2 separate regions of the Arachis hypogaea genome follow, and region 2 is linked to region 1. Evidence: chromatin contacts called from public Hi-C data. All regions are on one chromosome and are shown on one strand. Each heading gives the region's core, a stretch centred on a gene start, on an enhancer-like site or on the middle of the called end of the contact. The rest is flanking DNA. Distances are from core to core; before and after follow the strand shown.

Region 1 (2,818 bases), core at 16-2,515:
TCGGCCACTCATAAAAGTATTAAATTAGGCCACTTAGATACACCCTTTAAGTGTGGCCCTTTGCCAAATGATTCAGTATTGACAAATTGTATGAAAACCGATTGATTAGGAACATTATAATCTTGCGGTCATAAATATGGTTGCTATGTGCAGGTTGCTTTGGTGATTGAGTGTGTTAATTGCATGCTTAATCATGATAGAATGGTTACAAAGCTAACTACTACGAAGCTTAAAGATGCCAAATCTTGATAATGAAGCAGTATGATTCTGTGTCCACTAAGCTTCAATGGGATGTCCCTGGTAGACTATTTCCATGGTGCAAGATTGTGCTCTGTTCTTCAGCTCTTGTCAAACTATGTATTTGCATGGATGCAAGCGTTTGTAACCTTAGTTAGAATTTGAACCAAAGGCATTTTGGAATTAATGATAGGATATATTACAAGGATATAAAGAAGAATCACCGTGTCTTTTTGGAGTGCTGAGAAGTGAGAACTGAGAACCGTTTTTCTTTGGTGTGAAAAAAGAAATTGATTTACCATAAAGTTTTGATGGCCTTTCTATTGAATAGTAAGATTTAGCCCATACGTATTTCCTTTGATGGCTTTTTTATGGCATTTCTTCGTCCCAACGGATTAATTAATACTATATGTATGATGTATCATCACTAATTTAATCCAATGACATATATTTGAATTGTGCACTAAGCTTATCTATGATGCACCATAGTTGAACTATAGGTTTTAATAACTTTGCTTGGTGCATAATAGAATTATTCTTGTTTTATTTTCATGTTAGCATTAACGTATAATCGCATCACCTAACAGCACTTTATTGGAATGTAATACAGTGGCAATAAGTGGCATCAAACTACTCGAGCATATCTCCCAATATTGTTCTTGAGTACAACTAGGAATGACTAATGAGGACTGAGTTAAACATAAAGTTAAAATATCACTTGTGTATGGTGAAATGAAACGAATGTGATATGTCTAATCCCCAGGCAGGAAAGGGAAATCTTAAGAGTTGTCACTAATGCACAGAATATATAGTCTGATTTGGGAGGGAGTGATGTTTGAGTTTGAACATCACTTCTGAAAAAGAAAAAAAAATACTAAAAAATTAGTATATTTGGAAAGACACTGCATATCTATACCAACTTGGTGTTTGGTTATTTACCATGCATAGCTAGAAGCCTAGAAGTAGAATGTAGCCGAAATTATATTGTTGGTTTGTTTAGGGTTAGCATGGGCTAAAGCAGAAAATATGGGGATTAACAGTTAACAATGTTGAAACCTGAAAAAGATCGACACCCGTGAAGATCAACACTACCTTGTTACCGTACTTTCTAGGTTTTTCTTTTCTTTTTTTTACCCTTTTTTCCCCAGTGTTTTTGCCTTTGCCATCTGCCAATCTCACATGACAATAAAATCAAGCAAAACTATAAAATTATTTAGTATAATTTGTACGGTTTTTCTAAAAGAATTGTGGTTTGAGAAGAGATGGACCCACTGGAAAGTTTTCCTTTTGCCCCAATTTCGTGATGCAGGAATATGATGAAAGTGAAGGGAAGAGGATTGAGTAGAAAGTACGTAAAGACTAAAGAGCAAAGATACGTTGGGAGATCCCTCGATTCAGATGGCAGGAAGCAGAGATTGAGGAGAGAGGTAAAGGTTAAACTGTTAAAGCAGTGATAGATTGAAGATTGAACAGTAACACACACCGACCTACCATTTGTCACATTCATTTTGTGACTCACGTGATCTATAGCTTTAGGATTTTTTTTTTTTTTATAAAAAAATATTAAAAACATTAAAATTTATTGTTTTTATCGTTATCAATATTTAAATATTATGAGATAAAATATATTATTAAATTATTAGATTAAAAAAATTAAATTAAAAAAATTAAGTTAATAATTAAATAATAATAAAAAAATAAATTCTGATTATTTTTTTATATTTTTTATATTATAATAAAAAAAATCATTATTTTCAAAATAAAATATTATTTACTAAGAGAATTTTTTTTCTTTGACATTAGATGCATGAGTAAGCAAACTATAGCTCGTCAGGTGATTAGGTAAATTGTTTCCCAAACATATAGTTTGCCCAGTAATTAGGTGAACGATCTGTTATGTAGTCTAATTTAATATAATTTTGTATAATTTAAATTATATTAGTATATCTTTATTTTTTCAAAAAAAAAATATTATTTACTAAAATATTTTTTTTTCTTTGACATTAGATGAATGAGTAAGCAAACTATAGTTCGCCAGGTGATTAGGTAAATTGTTTTTGAAATATGTAGTTTGTCCAGTAACTAGGTGAACGATCTGCTTTGTAGTCTAATTTAATATAATTTTGTATAATTTAAATTATATTAGTATATTTTTATTTTTCCACTCAATCTAATTTTATTTAAATATTTTAAAATTTTAAAATTATAATTTATAATTAATGATTTAATTTAATTTGATAATAGACATATTTGTATTATTATTCTCGTAAGATTAATTATGTTTATTTAATTTTAAAAAAATTAAATGTTTGAAACTATTAATTTTAAATTAAAAATAAATATACTAGTATTATTTTGAAATTAATAATTTTAAATAAATATATTTGTATTATTTTAAAATTTTTTAGTTTAAATAGATGTTCTGGTATTATTTTAAATAAACAAATTAACAAACTCGTATTTTTAAATTAAATTTTTTAATTTAAAAACAATACGAGAGCATTAATTTTTTAATTTAAAATTAATTGTTTCAAATATTTATTTTTTTTAAAATCAAATAAATATATTTAATCATATGAGA
Region 2 (3,143 bases), core at 524-3,023, 170 kb after region 1:
TTGCTCGCTCAATTATTAAAAAAATTCAGAGAATTCATTTCCAACTTTAAAGTCGGTCAATACAGTGAAAGCCAGGTCCACTTGCACCAAAATCTAAATAAATACTAATGAATTTACTAACTTATATTTTTATTTCTGGCACTTTTTGAGTAAAAAGATTCAACTTTTTCTTAAAAAAATATTTGTAGAGTCAATTTATTTCCAATAAAATAGATACATTCCGAGAAAGGAAAAAGTCTAAGAGTACATTTATATATCTGTATTTTGACCTCTCAAAAAATTTCTCAAGTTGTGACGTTGTCACAAGGGTGTGCAGATTCATTGTGTGAGATAAAGATGTGTACAAATTACATATCTTTCCATGCATGTGTTAAAACTTTTTTTATGCTTTATTATGGTACACTACACATATTGTTAATGGCAATCTTTTCCATTGTGCCACTTCTGTTGAAAGTGGATAATTAGTCTGATTTTGTTTGTCATAACTTTGATATAATGGCCTGGGTACGAAATAATTGACAAATTAGTTTGCATCTATGGAGATTAACGTCTATCTAGTTATCCAGGATATCACATGCTTTAGCATATTTGATGTTTCTAATGTACTTTTCTTGGTATGATCATTTACACAGGGGCCAGCAACACCAGAAAAGTTTGAAAGCCCAATCAGATCTAAGAGCATGAAAGATGAGCACTCACCATTGCTTAAGGTATTTTTGTTTTTGTAATTTTTTTTTGGTCTTTTTACAACACAGCACAACACACTCATTGTCACACACACTACACTACATGGGTTCTTCTATTCCAATTATCTATTCATTGGCATCATCAAACCAAATGGATTTAATTTGACTACATATTAGCCTAAAGAATTATATATATACATATACGATTTACAAGAAAAAAAACTTTCAATAATTTTGTTTATATTCATCTTTTATTTTATACATAATTTTTCTAATTTGATTAATATTTAATTTGTTATTTCAATTATGAAATTACTATAAAAAGTCGTAACAAGTTTTAACACAATAACTTTTGTTTTTATTTTATATAGCTATGTACACACCTTTTATAGTAAACATTATTATTTCGGCATCAGTATTTTCTTAACAATAAATATGTTGTCCGTGTTTTGTTAATTAAAAAATAATTTAAATATATAATTAATTAATTACAAACGTAGTTTTGCATTGGTGTCAGGAATTTGAATAACATTATTGGATAACGATTATCCAATAATTTGAAAATCTTAAAAGCACAAGCATTTATCTAGTGTTGCAAAACTCTTTTGTGTTGTAAAATGCAGAGTAATTAAATCTTATGGAATTCAATTTATCTATTAATGGAAGCATGCATTTATATTATTGTAGAGAAATGGCTCCAAATCATGCCTCCAGCAGGTCCATGGTAGTAGCGGGCAAGAGAAATGTAGGAACAGATCAGAAAGGCACATAGATGAACTAACATGGAACCAAGAAAAATCATCAATGAGAACCTCTAGCACCACCAATGGTGACAAAAGTGACAAGAACCCTGAAATTGATTCCAGAAGATCACAAGCCACGTCATCATCAAGACGTAGGAACCTCTTTTCCACCACCAACAACCATGTCTTAGTTTCTGATCAGCATTGCATTAGTAGCAAGAGTTACACCACAAGCAACAACAAGAAGGAATCATCATCAGTGATATCTCTTCAATCAGGCCCAAGCCCATCTTGTGAGGTCCAGTCTCAGAGCCCAATGAAGCCCAATTGGGTTGAGGAGAGCCCATTATGTACAGCCGAAAGCAGCCCCCAATACCTATCAGCATCTTCCAAAGATAATGTACCCAAAAGAAGCCCTTTTGGTGGGTCAAGGAGTTATATTTGTCACTATTCTGATTACCCAAGTTACATGGCATGCACTGAATCTTCAAAGGCAAAAGTGAGGTCTCTTAGTGCCCCAAAACAAAGGCCCAACCAATGTGATAGGTCTAGTTCATCTAATAGGTACTCACTCAATGGATTGGGTTCTCAGAGGCCTAATTATGCTTTGCAAGGATGCTTCGCCAACAAGGGTTATCCAGGTTCTGGTCGTTTGGACAAGCTTGGAATGCCTGTGGGATATAGATTCTAATCTATTCTTTAGTTATATGGGGTTATGTTAAGACTAGGGTTTTAATTTAGGACCTTATTAAATTAACATGTGATCTTCCTAACCACCCTTTACTCGTTGGGCCTTAAGAAACTTAACCCTCTTCTTCATTGAGGTTTAATTAATTATGTTAGCATTGGAAATCTGAAATACTTTTAGGAAGTAACGGTTAAGTGATTAGAATGAGTGTAGGACTTGTGTAAGTGTGAGTTCTTTCCATTTCCTAGAATGTAATAGGCTAATATCTATGTTTTGGATCGACATATATGTATCTATCTAATCTCACTGCTTGGATTTGATTGTTTGATGGGAATTTTTATCATAGCCTTAAAGCACTAATTGTTTTTGCTTAGCAAGAAATTCTAGGAAAATAACCAAAAAATAACAACTATTGTTAACAACTATTTGAAAAGAGTGGACGAGAGGTGTATTTGGATAGTATGGATTCGACTCCTCTAAAATTATATTGTTACTAAAAAAAAGTACATCATTAAGCACTTTTGGATTAAGATAGTGGAGCTCATAAATAATAAATGTTGAAATTTAAAAGTGATTAAAGTATCACTTTACTACTTTACTAGCATTATCACTTTAGAGGATCTTTTTTCAAATAGTATAATATCAGAGAGAGTAGCTCAAAAATCTTGTGTAAACTTATTAATCGCACATACATTCTCTAAGCAAAGATACAAGGAAGATATCATGAAAATTAGGATTTAAGCCGAGTATTAATCAACTCTTAACATGCTTATTACTATATTTTTATTAAAATAAAAGTATTAATACATATACAAATTTATGACATGGTGTTCAAACTCTTGAAAACTTTTAGACCATGATGGCACAAGCAATGCGTCATAAATTTTTTTTTTGTTGGGTTTACTTTCTCTCTTTGGTGAGTCTCAAGCTTAGTTTTTGAGAGTTTTTTTTACACTTATTTACTAATTTGTTATTAGATTTTGGGACATAGATTCAGTATGCGGGACATGTTTGTGACATCGAAAC

Evidence for each region. Hi-C and Micro-C count contacts between places; a contact is called where the count stands out from the background.
Region 2: a Hi-C map of leaf shows a contact between it and region 1, with 4 times the contacts expected there. The contact joins two enhancer-like sites. A contact is called at or near these places in 2 of 8 Hi-C or Micro-C datasets (leaf and an unstated tissue).

What each region holds. Positions count from the first base shown.
Region 1 is chr11:86,232,321-86,235,138 of arahy.Tifrunner.gnm2.J5K5, forward strand. It overlaps LOC112722280, which reads left to right. Exons shown (of 13, transcript XM_072207028.1): 13 at 154-704. The coding sequence ends at 249. Among protein-coding and RNA genes, the nearest start is that of LOC112722280, 7.7 kb to the left of the region's middle. Within about 2 kb of position 1,266, at least 1 of the 3 cell types and tissues checked has open chromatin away from gene starts, as enhancers often do.
Region 2 is chr11:86,405,743-86,408,885 of arahy.Tifrunner.gnm2.J5K5, forward strand. It overlaps LOC112722281 (protein IQ-DOMAIN 22), which reads left to right. Exons shown (of 4, transcript XM_025773268.3): 3 at 633-710; 4 at 1,374-2,465. The coding sequence ends at 2,120. Among protein-coding and RNA genes, the nearest start is that of LOC112722281, 8.8 kb to the left of the region's middle. Within about 2 kb of position 1,774, at least 2 of the 3 cell types and tissues checked have open chromatin away from gene starts, as enhancers often do.